Regions from separate parts of the Sus scrofa genome. Here all the other regions are linked to region 1. The links are chromatin contacts, called in public Hi-C and targeted proximity ligation maps. All regions are on one chromosome and are shown on one strand. The core of a region is the stretch at or near the end of the contact, and the rest is flanking DNA. Distances in the headings are between cores, read along the strand shown.

What was found. A called contact is a pair of places that touch in the nucleus more often than the background predicts.
Region 2: a contact with region 1 is called in a targeted proximity ligation map of alveolar macrophages. A contact is called at or near these places in 3 of 5 promoter capture datasets (fetal liver and liver), 14 of 47 Hi-C or Micro-C datasets (alveolar macrophages, blood, embryonic fibroblasts and 6 more) and 2 of 2 datasets of targeted methods (alveolar macrophages and skeletal muscle).
Region 3: a contact with region 1 is called in a Hi-C map of liver, with 3 times the contacts expected there. A contact is called at or near these places in 2 of 47 Hi-C or Micro-C datasets (both in liver) and 1 of 2 datasets of targeted methods (alveolar macrophages).

Annotation. Positions count from the first base shown.
Region 1 is chr5:93,473,580-93,477,540 of Sscrofa11.1, forward strand. No RefSeq gene overlaps it. Among named protein-coding and RNA genes, the nearest start is that of DUSP6, 170 kb to the left of the region's middle.
Region 2 is chr5:93,301,434-93,305,553 of Sscrofa11.1, forward strand. It overlaps DUSP6 (dual specificity phosphatase 6), which reads left to right and starts at 1,625. Exons shown (of 3, transcript NM_001267842.1): 1 at 1,625-2,485; 2 at 3,091-3,528. The coding sequence starts at 2,086.
Region 3 is chr5:93,271,503-93,275,719 of Sscrofa11.1, forward strand. The region is part of intron 1 of LOC110260801 (a long non-coding RNA gene); the gene reads right to left. Among named protein-coding and RNA genes, the nearest start is that of DUSP6, 29 kb to the right of the region's middle.

The DNA.
Region 1 (3,961 bases), core at 487-2,986:
ATTTATAACTAAATCTTGAAAGCTATGTCCTATCACTTCGCCAGTATTCAATTTGTTAGAGGCAAGCACGAAGGACGGAGGACACCGGGAGACGTCTTGGAAGCTGGCTGTCACATTTATTAACCCTCACACGTTCACTCTTTTAAATCATTGTGTATGTATGGATGTCTATCAATGTAGCTCTGGAAGGTAGGTCTGTGTGTGCCAAGACGGGCCAGGTGAAGTGAAGTGTTGAAGCTACTATAATAAATGATTTAATTCCAAGACTACCATAAAACTTGCTGGTCTGGTTGGTGCCTGGGGGCCAAATCCTTGCTAAAGCTCAAAGGTTTGGAAATACATAGGAGCCTAAAAGGAAGCAAATGGCAAAGACTCGAAGGATAGGTTCTGATGGTTACAGGAAGACTGATTTGGGGCAAGACAGACGATTAAGAGGATACATTACCAATAATGAGACCTTTTATGTGTTAATTCATTCAATATTCAACAAATATTTAGTGAACTCCTACTAAGCTCCAGCTATTATCGAAGTCTTTGTGGATACAGCAGTAAACTTGGAAGCAAGGGTGGCCTCAGGCAGGAAACATCTTACAGCAGGTGCTTCCTTTGTCTGTTGACAGAGACAACAAGTGACCTCCCAGAATTTGACCCTTTCGGGATTTGTGGACAGGAGAAGATATTTATATAAAAAGATTCTAGGTAGAATAGAGCTTGTATTCAGGGACATGAGACAGGCCCTAGAAACTTTTTAATGCATTTATAGTTCTTCCTAGTTTGACTGAATGCTTTAGAAATTCCAGTTACCCCAAGTTTACCAAGCACAGGTGTGGAGTGGCAGGATCTATAAACGCCATAGGCTGTTGAAAGTATCAGCGCACGTTTTTTTCTTGTCTACTTTATTTAGCTACTTAAGCACTGTTCTATCTTTCACTAGGCTCAAACTGTATGTATTTATCTAATAATTACATCTGGAATTGCTCCGGAAACCTCCGTCAAAATTCAGACCATTTTTCTGCCGATTGAGATGGAGGCAGAGAAGAGAAACTGGGAAAGGCGGGAGCAAAATTTTCTTGGCTGATGCAAGGAAAGTCAGGTTGATTTAAGGATAAATTGTAAAGACTTCACGTCGGGGTTAGCTGGGTGGTGGCAGTAACCACGTGGTCCTACCTCTAGGACACTTGTGAAAGATTTTAACCCGCAAATGATGTTAATTTCCTCTGTCCATGTGATTGAAAGTTCACTTTAGGATCCCACTAGACCCAAATATTCCATTGCCTGTACTTGCATCAATGGTTTATTGGTGTGGGATTTTTTATGGGTCCCTAGAGAGACTGACACTGGAAACTCTGTGGAGCTCATAAGATTTATTCCACATTTCAAAAGGGAGGGACTTGGAGGAAAATACAGCCACAAAAATGTATTGTTTTGAAACAGAATCTGTGAGGAAAATAGAAACGAACTTTTAAGATGAAATAATGGCAAAGCAAAATATCAAGGTATAATAGGTAGCCACTGACATGCCTGAGACTGTGAATCATTTTTCTTGGAGATTGTAGTATCTGATGCCAGATACACAAACGTTTTGCACTTACTCAGCAATTAAAGGTAAGAGGTTGTGAAACTCTAAATGAGCTAGGAAAAAAAAAAAAAAAAAGAGGCAAAGGGCTGAGTTTGAGTGAGTAAAGGAAGATAAATCAGATGAGATTGCATGTTGATGACACTCACCAGGCTTGCTCAACAGTAATATCTGACAAACAGCAAGAGAAAAAGGAAACATTTTGGCAGAGTCAGCCACCCCCGGCATCTCTCTTCAAAACCCTACTAAGAAATCCCCACCACTGGATGAGTTATTTCCTCTTTCTGCTGTATGAGTACGATGGGAAAAAAATGGACCCTGGAGCTGAAATACTGAAGTTAGGAAACAGTACCATGAGTAATAACACAACAATGAATTAGGCCGAAATGCCTGGAGGTAGGGCTCTTCCATCTAGAAGCTTGGCTTTAGTCAAGTCCCTTTTGGTACAGAGGATATTTCAACCGTCTCTTTAGGCTGTTATACATGGTCTTTTGTTTCTGACTGTCCTTGGGACCCTTGGTTTTGCTCATGGGCTCTTCCTGCCTGGATTCCAGGGGAACTGTACTTCTTTCTCCCCACTCTTTGGCCTTGCCACATCTGCCTTCAAATTCCTATGCTTTCCTTAAAATCCAACTTCAATCCACTTTATTCCAAGAAAACAGCTCTCCCAGTCCACCTTTAACCATTTTCTTTTTTCCTCCTAATATCTTTAGCCCTTTACCAAATTGACATAGTGTCCTTTACATGCGTTACTCATACATTTTCTGTCGCCTCAATTGAGTTGAAGTCTCCGGAGGACACCATCCTTTTATTTCCTACAATATTTTCTCAGTGATATGAGGGATATAAAAAGCGAGTATAATATGCCAATGTTTATTGACTTAAAGTAAAAACTAACTCTGAATAATTTTAACAGAGATTAGCAAGATCCTAGGCACAAGTCTTTTAACTTTCTTTCAGTAAGAGCGAATTAACCTCTATCTTCTTTTGCTTTGCTATGTAAAATGCTGATGAAACAAACAAGACTAATTTTTTTTTGGGGGGGGGAATCTAGAAAAACTATTTTATGTTTATTTTAGAATTTTTTGATTAAAAATAGAAAAAAGAAAATGATTCTATCTACCTTTGAGTTCTTTGGAGGCACAAGGCCATGTGGTTGTCTTGATGGCCTCAGATTAGAGCAAAGGAGGATTCTAGAAACTGTACCCCCCTCTCCTTTTAAACAGAGCTTTATGTTGTAAAAAAGAAATAGAACCACCATTACTAGATCCTATAGTTTTTGCTGGCTACACATTTGGGGTATGCCTTATTTCCTGTTTGCAATTAACTGACTTTGATCATGACACTCCAAAAGCAGTTCTCTAAGAGGTCAGTTGTGCCTTCCTTTTTGTCAGAATCTCTCATTTGCTGTTGATAAGCTCCTCCTTGTGACTCCCTGCTATATTCTTCCCTGGACTTTCTCATAGGGGGAGGGGAAAAGTAATTTGTTAAACACGCATGTTCCTACTTAGAGCTTTCTGTGCATCACTGTATTTGTGCTTCATGACAACACTCTGGGACAGGAGACACTCCTGCATGCTATCACTTGAGAATAGATATTTTTGTTTTGTCCCATTGGCCAGTTATTTCATAGTGGGGAGGTCTTGTGTGACTTAGCTGGTTGTGAATTCCTTGAGAGTGGAATCTGAATCCCCCACCTCTTCCCTATCGCTCACAGCGCCTGATACAGCAAATATTCTCAGGGCTTAATAAATATCTGTGGACCAATTATAGACGAAAGTGTTCAGACCTGGAAGATGAAGACTAACATGAACACTAACCAATTTTTGTTGAATATCTCTGTTTTCCCAAGGGCTAGAAGAGCCCTCCTTTCATGAATCATCTTAAAACACAAAACAAAACAAAACGAACTCATTCATGGAAGAAAAAAATCGTGTTTGACACTGAGATTGGAAAACGATTAGCAATGGTCACATGTTGGCCCGAGCGGTTTTCCTTCCAGTGACAGGAGAACCTGTCAGCTGGGAGTGATTGAACCCTGAGGCCTCTGAATTAGATCAGGGTGATTATACTGATTATCTGCTCTGGGCAGCTCTGCCCAGTTTCTGAGTCCGATGCACTGAATCTGTACTTTCGGTCTGACCCACAGATATCTTATCCCTCACCTCCACGTCATTAGGACCCGGCCCGGGTGAAAAGGGAGAGTGGAGGAGGTGCCGTGGAAGTCAGCCTGTGTCACCCTCTCTGCTTCCTCTTACACTCCCTCGAGCGCCCTTCAGTTCCTCCTTTCCCACCAGGTGCCAGAGCGGTTATGCTTCCCCATAATCTCTCTTGCCATGGGGGACATGGTTGGAACAAATATTTTTTTAAAAGTGGGCCTACTAT
Region 2 (4,120 bases), core at 375-2,874, 170 kb before region 1:
ACAGGTGGTTTTCCGCTCGGGAGCGCCAGGCCCGGTGCTTGTATGTAACAATAGAGTTCTGCGCGCCGGGAATGCGCCTCCCCGCCGCCACGGCGGCCCCGGCCCGCCACGCCTCCATCCGGCCCCCAGCCGCCCGCCCTGCCCCGCGGTCCCCCGGCCGAGGGGGCCTGCCCGGCACCTCTCCAATTACCTGCGAGCCCTGCACCGTGGCGGAGACGTTTCCCAGGACTCCCAGCTCGCCTCGGGAGCGAGGGGGGCCCGGCTGGCGTTCCTCCTTAGCCCACACCTGCCCCAGACCCCCAAGTCCCACCCTGGGCCCCCCCACCTGCCTTGGGGGTCGCCCGGCGCCCCCGCCCGCTGAACGCGGAGGCGGAGGCGGCGGGCGCCGGCAAGGAGCGCAACGCGCAGGAGCGGGCGGTGCTGTGCGAGTCGCCGGCGACGCAGGGGAGGGGGCTGCTGCCGCGCAGGGAAGAGGGTAACCCCGCGCGGGATGTCGAGCGTGGGGGCGGGCGGCCTCTCCTCTGACAAGCCTCTGGGTTTACAGTAGGCAATGCGCGGAGCTCTCCTGAGCCCCCGCGGCCTGCCGGCCTCGCAGGAAGACTTCCTCACGCTTTGCGGATGGTGGGGGCTGCCTGCCCGGCTCCGGACGCCCTGGTGCACCTAGCCCAGGCAGCCCCGCCAGGCCGGCTCCTCTGTCGGAAGCTGAGCTCGCTGCTCAGAAATGATGAAGGAGCGCGACCCCCGCCGCGTGCAGTAGGTGACGGCGGGTGAGGGGGTCGGATCCCCGGAACAATGGCTCATAACGCCCCCACGCCGCCTGAGAGGAATAAAAGCACCGGATTGCCCAACGAGTTTGTTTCTACAGCCTCCACGGTTTTTAAAAAATAATTAAAGCGCTATTAAAAAAAAAAAAAAAGCTTGCTTTCTATTATCTGGACAACCAAGCATTTGTTTGTTTGCTTGCTTAAAAATGTTTCAACAAAACCCTGGTTTGTCTCCAAAGATGTTGGATTAGCATTTAACACCTCATCGGTCACTAAAGCCCAGGCAGTCCACCAGCCCCAACACAGTCTCGGCTAAAAGAACATCGAAGCAAACAGAGCCGGGCTTTTTAAACTGGCAAACAAATGCCACACACTGCCTACGGGAGGAGGGGGAGGTTAAAGTGAACTCCAGTCCAAAGGAGTTTAAAGGGAATAAAAGCGAAGAAGTCAGCACTAGTTTCCCTAAAGCTAGCTTGCGCGCACAGGCGTCGCGAACAACGGCTTTTGTGCCTGCTAATTGCACCATTTGTGCGCAAAAGTTCCGACGCTAAGTGTGAACTCTCAACAGAAGGAAACATGAGACAACTGAAGTGCCCTGGTTTGTGTGCCCTGCTCCTCCTCCGCCGCCGCCTCCCCTTCTTTCTCCTTCCTCCCGCCGAGCCCGCTGTTGCAGCTTGTTTGCACTGGGGCTTATCCGGAGCGGAAATTCCTTTCCGTTTTTGTGAATGACAAACTCATTAACAATTCATCAACACAACCTGTTCCAGCCGGCCCGTCCCCACGGCAACAGCCCCTTCCGCAGCGTGCTCATTGGCTGGCGGGGAGAATGTATCCATTGAGACGCTCGCTGTTTGTATCCATTGAGGAGCTGCCTCGCGCAGGGGGTGTGCGAGGGCTGAGTCCAAGGGAGAGTGAGCAAATCCAGGCTTTAATAATCCGAGGAGAAAGCCGCCCGGGTGGATTTGAGGTGCAGTTTGGAGGGAGGGCTCAGGAGCTGCTGGACTTTTTTTTTTTCCTCTCCTCTCAGTAGCACGAAGTCCGAATTAATTGGATTTCATTCACCGGGGAGGAACAAAACTGTCTGGGCAGCTTCATTCAAAGAGATTCATTGACACCAAGAGCGTGCGGCTGCAGCCGGGTGCAGAGGGAACCGCCGGCTTACTTCTGTCTCGCTTGCCCCAACCGCTAACCCGGCTCGGGAAAGGAGAGGTGGCATTAAACCCCGCTCCAAGAGCGGCGGCTTTGGCGCGGCGCGCTCGGCCTATGCCTGCCCCGAGGGGAGTCTGGTAGGCACCTCGCCCTCTCCGGCCGCTCGACCCCCATGATAGATACGCTCAGACCCGTGCCCTTCGCGTCGGAGATGGCGATTAGCAAGACGGTAGCGTGGCTCAACGAGCAGCTGGAGCTGGGCAACGAGCGGCTGCTGCTGATGGACTGCCGGCCGCAGGAGCTGTACGAGTCGTCGCACATCGAGTCGGCCATCAACGTGGCCATCCCCGGCATCATGCTGCGGCGCCTGCAGAAGGGCAACCTGCCGGTGCGCGCGCTCTTCACGCGCGGCGAGGACCGGGACCGCTTCACCCGGCGCTGCGGCACCGACACCGTGGTGCTCTACGATGAGAGCAGCAGCGACTGGAACGAGAATACGGGCGGCGAGTCGGTGCTCGGGCTGCTGCTCAAGAAGCTCAAGGACGAGGGCTGCCGGGCGTTCTACCTAGAAGGTACGCGCCGGGGGCGTCCCGCGCCTGGGGCAGGGCGGGGGACCCCGGCTGCGGGTGCAGGCGGGGCGCGCCGACTGGAAGCGCCCCTGTGGCGCTTGGCTGGCGCTTCAGAGCCGCGCTGTGCGCCAGGAGCTGTCTGCCGGCTCCCGGCGGCGAATCTCTCGCGGCCCGCGAGCCGGGCCCGCGCGGAATCGACCCGCTTCCGGCCACAGGCACGCGTCGTTTCTTTGGAACTAGCTCTTCTTTTTCCTACCCGGCATATCCCCCACTTTCCCTCTACGTTTGATTTTGAATTCAGATTTCGCAGGACTGCAGAGGCCGTGGGGGTGCAGGCAGGCACCTTCTGGCACTTGTAGATACTCAGAAAAGTTGCCATTTTGTGCATTTCCGGATTCAAAAAAATAAGGGTTCCCAGGGGAGGCGGGCCTGTTCGTTCTGTTCCCAAGGGTGCACCTTTAAGTGCCTTTCGCCTGTATTTGTCTCTGTGTTTGGGGGGTGGGGGGGTAAGGTGCTGTGGTGTGTTTCTGAGCCCGGCTGCGGCTCTCCAACCTGTGAAAACTACTACGGTATCTCGGGTTACAAGATTGCTTTTCTCGTCCTGGCAGGTGGTTTCAGTAAGTTCCAAGCCGAGTTCGCCCTGCACTGCGAGACCAATCTAGACGGCTCGTGTAGCAGCAGCTCCCCGCCGTTGCCAGTTCTGGGGCTCGGGGGCCTGCGGATCAGCTCCGACTCCTCCTCGGACATTGAGTCTGACCTTGACCGAGACCCCAATAGTGCAACAGACTCCGATGGCAGCCCGCTGTCCAACAGCCAGCCTTCTTTCCCCGTGGAGATCTTGCCCTTCCTCTACTTGGGCTGTGCCAAGGACTCCACCAACCTGGACGTGTTAGAGGAGTTCGGCATCAAGTACATCTTGAACGTCACCCCCAACTTGCCGAACCTCTTTGAGAACGCAGGAGAGTTCAAATACAAGCAGATCCCCATCTCTGATCACTGGAGCCAAAACCTGTCCCAGTTTTTCCCTGAGGCCATTTCTTTCATAGGTGAGACTAATAGCCCTCACGCAGCCTTTTAAATGCAAAATTCAGAACCATTCCTAGAGTTCGAGGGGTTCACCTTTCTTGTTGCTAACTTGTGGGACTGCAGGTCTCTACGTTCCAAGGGCATTCTCAATTCTGTCGCTTAGCTTCTTGTTAAGAAAAAGGGCCTTTTGACAAGGCGGCAGGCCACAGGTGTATTTGAAACGCTGTCTGCTTCTTGACCTGGAATTCAGTCACTGGAAAGGGGGAGGGCACTCAGAAGGAGACAGCAGAATCCCCCCCACCCATCTTTGGACTCAAGGAGGGCCGGGTCCCAGAGGTACACAGGGTAGACAGGAATTCTAGCATGGCTTTGTAATTTTAAAAGCTCTTCGAGTTGCAGGACACCACGGTGTCCAAAAGCCCTGTGAATGCTAGATGTTGTGATCCAGCTGGACGTTCCTGTGACACTGCTTAGCAGTGAGACGGCGAGGGTAACCTGAGCACAGCAGGAAGGACTGTGGGCCGAGAGCCTGGAGAAGCGAATCTCCAGGCATTGTAATGCATTTCCTATTACAAAGGAACTCATTTTCAGGCCATGTCGACATCCTGTTCC
Region 3 (4,217 bases), core at 1,484-3,983, 200 kb before region 1:
CCATTCTAAGCCATCTTAGCTGCTTTTTTTGTTGTTGTTGTTACTTATCTGTTCCCACAATGCTATCAAAGATACACTGGCATTTTTGCAGCAAAGTATCCTACCAGCTGATGGTTCCTATCTTGTTTTGAATGATCCTTTTTAGTGGCTACTTTGCATTGCTCCTGGGTTCAGGTAACCTTCACTCTCCAGCAAGACGGCGGTCCAGTCCATTTTGGGTGGAATATAATTGGACCTTTCTACTGAATAACAATAAAATAATAATAAGTAAGTGTTTGCCCTAAAAGAGCATTTGCTTGGTTCTGCACGAATTGGAAGCGATTATTTGCACATGATCAATGAATTAGCCCAATTCCTAATCCTATTAGAAACGCTAATCTTGTGAGAACGGAGACAACCATTCATCAAAGGGCTGAGCTGACCAGACTGTGCCTGTCTCCACTATCCTGGCTCTGCGAGAATGGAAGGAAAAGAATATTCGTTCAGCGCCCACCGTATTCCAGACATTGGGCAAGGAGCTCTCATACATCCAGTGACGCTAACCCTCATGCCAATCCTTCAAGGCAGGACCACAGGCAGCCTTGCTCCTGCTGGAAAATCTGAACAGCAGCGAGATTAAGTAGCCTGACCTAGGTCACACAGCCAGGAAGTGGCAAGTTTACAAGTGGGGGCTTGAACTCAGGGTTTTATGAGTCCAAAGTCTGCCATGCCGTTGTTACAGCAGTTGCAGGATTTGGTTAGATAGCTGGTGACAACGTTCAGGCAGGTAAAGACCAAAAAAGCAAGGTAACAGGTCATCTCTGCAGGGCTGATTCCAGCCTCCTGCAGACACGCACTCCAGGACTCACCCCACACTGACAATGACACAGGTCATTGTGTGAAATGAGAAGTCACGTTATCCCTGATGGACTGCGGAGAGTCACTGACCTTAGGCATCAGGATTTATGGCCATGGCCCTAATACTGACTGCTGACTCTGTCATATGGCCAGGGACTAGCCCCATGGGCAGAAAGGGCTTGTGGACCAGTGGAGCCCTTCTCTATCTCTAATCATCTGTATTTTTTTTCTGGAAATTCCACCATCGTAAAAAATCATTCTCTAGGACTTGCTTTCTTCTCTCCAAAATATCCTGCTGAAAGAGATAGAGCCTTAAAAAGGTAACAACCCTTTCTTACCTAGCATCCTGGCAGGATAGAGCTGGGCAAAGCCCACAGGCCAGGTACTTGAGTGGACAACCAAGAAGCCGAGTTCTAGAAGAGACACTTCCCCCTTACCGCAGCATCCCACACCTTGCCTTCCGTCCCATCTTTGTGTTTCCATTTTCCTCCTGGTAAAATATCAGGAATAATGAGACCGTCGGGACAGAAATGGAAACAGGAATGGACTTAAACGACAGGTTTTGCTGAACCACAGGCCAAGCTAACTTTGAGCATTTATTTTTATTTTTATTCTACGTTTTGGTCTTTCTAGGGCTGCATCCATGGCACATGGAGGTTCCCAAGTTAGGGGCTGAATCAGAGCTACAGCTGCTGGCCCACACCCCAGACACACACCCCACAGCCACGCCAGATCCAAGCCTTGTCTTGCGACCTACACCACAGCTCACAGCAACGCCGGGTCCTTAACCCACTGAGAGAGGCCAGGGATGGAACCTGCATCCCTCATGGATGCTAGTCAGATCCGTGTCTGCTGAGCCACAACGGGAACTCCAGCATTTACATTTTTAGTAAACAATTTTAGAAGAGTTTTAGATTTATGGAAAAGTTGTGAAGCTATCTTCACAGACAGACAGTGTATTATGAACTATCTTAACACCGCCAGTTCCATGTCCCTCACACTCAGTTTCCCCACTGTTTACATCTGACATCTGCATGGAACATCTGTCACAACGAAGGAACCAAAAATAATGTAGTACCAGTGATTAGAGACCCTACTTTATTCAAATTTCCCTAGTTTTCACCTACTATCCTTGTATGTTCCCATCGAGTTGCATGTCTCTTCTCGCTGTCTAGACGGTGACAGTTTCCCAGGCTTTCCCATTTGGGATTGACCTTCACAATTTAAGGAGTAAAGGTCATGTGACACATAGAAAGTTTCAGTTTGGGTTTGTCTGATGTTTTTGTCACGGTTGGATGGGGGTAACAGGTTGGGGAGAGGACCACCTCAGAGGAAAAGTGGCCTTCTCATCAGACCTTGTCACAGGGACATGACATAGCACTGTTGGCTTAACATCTGTTTGTAAAGAAAACAGATCATGTGGCAAGCCAGTGTGAACCAGAGGCGGACCTGTCCACTTTCTCAAAAGACAGAACTGGCCCAGAATCAGGTTGTCGATGACTCTGGAAACAAACGAATGTTCTGTTTCATTCAGTCCAAGTCGCTGGTTGTAACATTTATGCAAGCTCCTTTTGCAGAAAACATTTGAAGGCTCCCGAGGGGGGGGGGGGAGACTGTCTTAAATATAGAATGCAGTCAAGATGCCATGTATGAAGAATTTCACCAAACTGCGGCAACAGAGCGCTGTGGTTACAGAATACCAGCTGCGAAACGCTGCCGGGTGAACCCGCAGGCCCTGAGTCCCCGAAAGAGATATTAGCAATGAACCCTATTTTCACATTTCCTGGCTCCCCTGAACTCATTTCCAAACTGCCTGGCTGCTCCTAGGAGTCTGTACCGTTACCTTGTAGGGAAAGTTCTGGCAGAGCCACATGTCATGTGTGTTGCATAAGAACTTCATTGCAATGGTTTAACTCTGATTAAATTTAGCTGTCAGCCTTTAAAGTTCCCTGAGAAGCTTTCAAACTCAGAAAGGGAAGAGGCACCCCAGCAGGTTCTCTGCAATCCCTCCCCTCCCACCTCCCTGTAAGCTCTTTTCCAACGAGCAGGGCGAGGCCAGCATCGCGCAGCCAGCCAGCGTTTGCCAGGCTGGGAGGTGCCTGGTGGGAAAGGATTCTCCCCTCTCTGCGCCTGGCCCTGTCAGGGAAAGCTTCGGGAGCTCCCCACAGGGCCTGCCACTCCTGCATCTTTCTAGTTTCGAAGGCTCCCTTCAGCTCCTGGCTTCTCAGGTCAATATAGGCTGTAGCTTTTTATTTTTATTTTCATTTTTAAATTAAAAATGGGAGACTTATAATGGATAAGAAATGAGATCCTACTATAGCATATCCAGTCTCTTGGGATAGACCATGGTGGAATATGAGAAAAGGAGTGTGTGTGTGTGTGTGTGTGTGTGTGTGTGTGTGTGTGTGAGTGACCAGGTCACTCTGCTGTACTGCAGAAACTGACACAATATAAATCAAGTTCCCATCATGGCTCAGTGGGTTAAGAACCCCACTAGTATCCATGAGGATTTGGGTTCGATCCCTGGCCTGGCTCCGTGGGTTAAGCATCTGGCGCTGCTGTGAGCTGTGGCAGAGTCACAGATGCAGCTCAGATCCAGCGTTGCTGTGGCAGGTGGCACAGACCGGCAGCTGCAGCTCAGATTTGACCCCTGGCCTGGAAACCTCCATATGCTGCAAGTGTGGCCCCCAAAAGAAAAACAAACAAAACCCCCCTACGCTTTAATAAAAACTTGTTAAATAAAAAAAAAATGAAAATTGCTATGTAAGAATTTTAAATTGTTTAATCAAAATTTTTAAATAAAAAAATTAGGTTGAACAGCATTTGCACATTTGTTATTGAATGAAAGAGTCTTTGAATCCTGTAGGGCTTCACCATGTCCAAAAGTGTCATACACACGATGCAATCCCATCGTTTTTACTATTACTTTCTTGGCTCTTTGAGTGTTTCCTTTCTTGCCAGACTGTCCTGTATTTTTCCTCTTCCTGTTTTGGCCTTCCCAGCCCCAACCCTCCTGCTTTCACTGAACACCCAGGGCTGTTTCCCCCATGAGTGTCTTTTCCTGTGCTCACCACGGCCTTCCCGCCCTTGGGGTGCGTGCAGGAGCAGGGAGCGGCAAGGGGATGCTGTTGCAGCACCGTCTTCCCTGGGGGAGGGCTGGAGGGGGCCTGTCCAGGAGGGGAGGGGCACGCGGTTCCAAAGGCCTCCTCCCTGTTCGTTGTTCTCTTAACCATCTCAGGGTCTCCGCACTGATAACTGCACTTTGGGTTTTCATCTCGTGCTTTCTGGGTGCTCCCTATGTAGAAAACGAAGCAGAACTACAGCACGACCTAAAAGTGGTCCTAGGAATCCGTGAAGTGGGTTGTGGCCCTTACAGACAG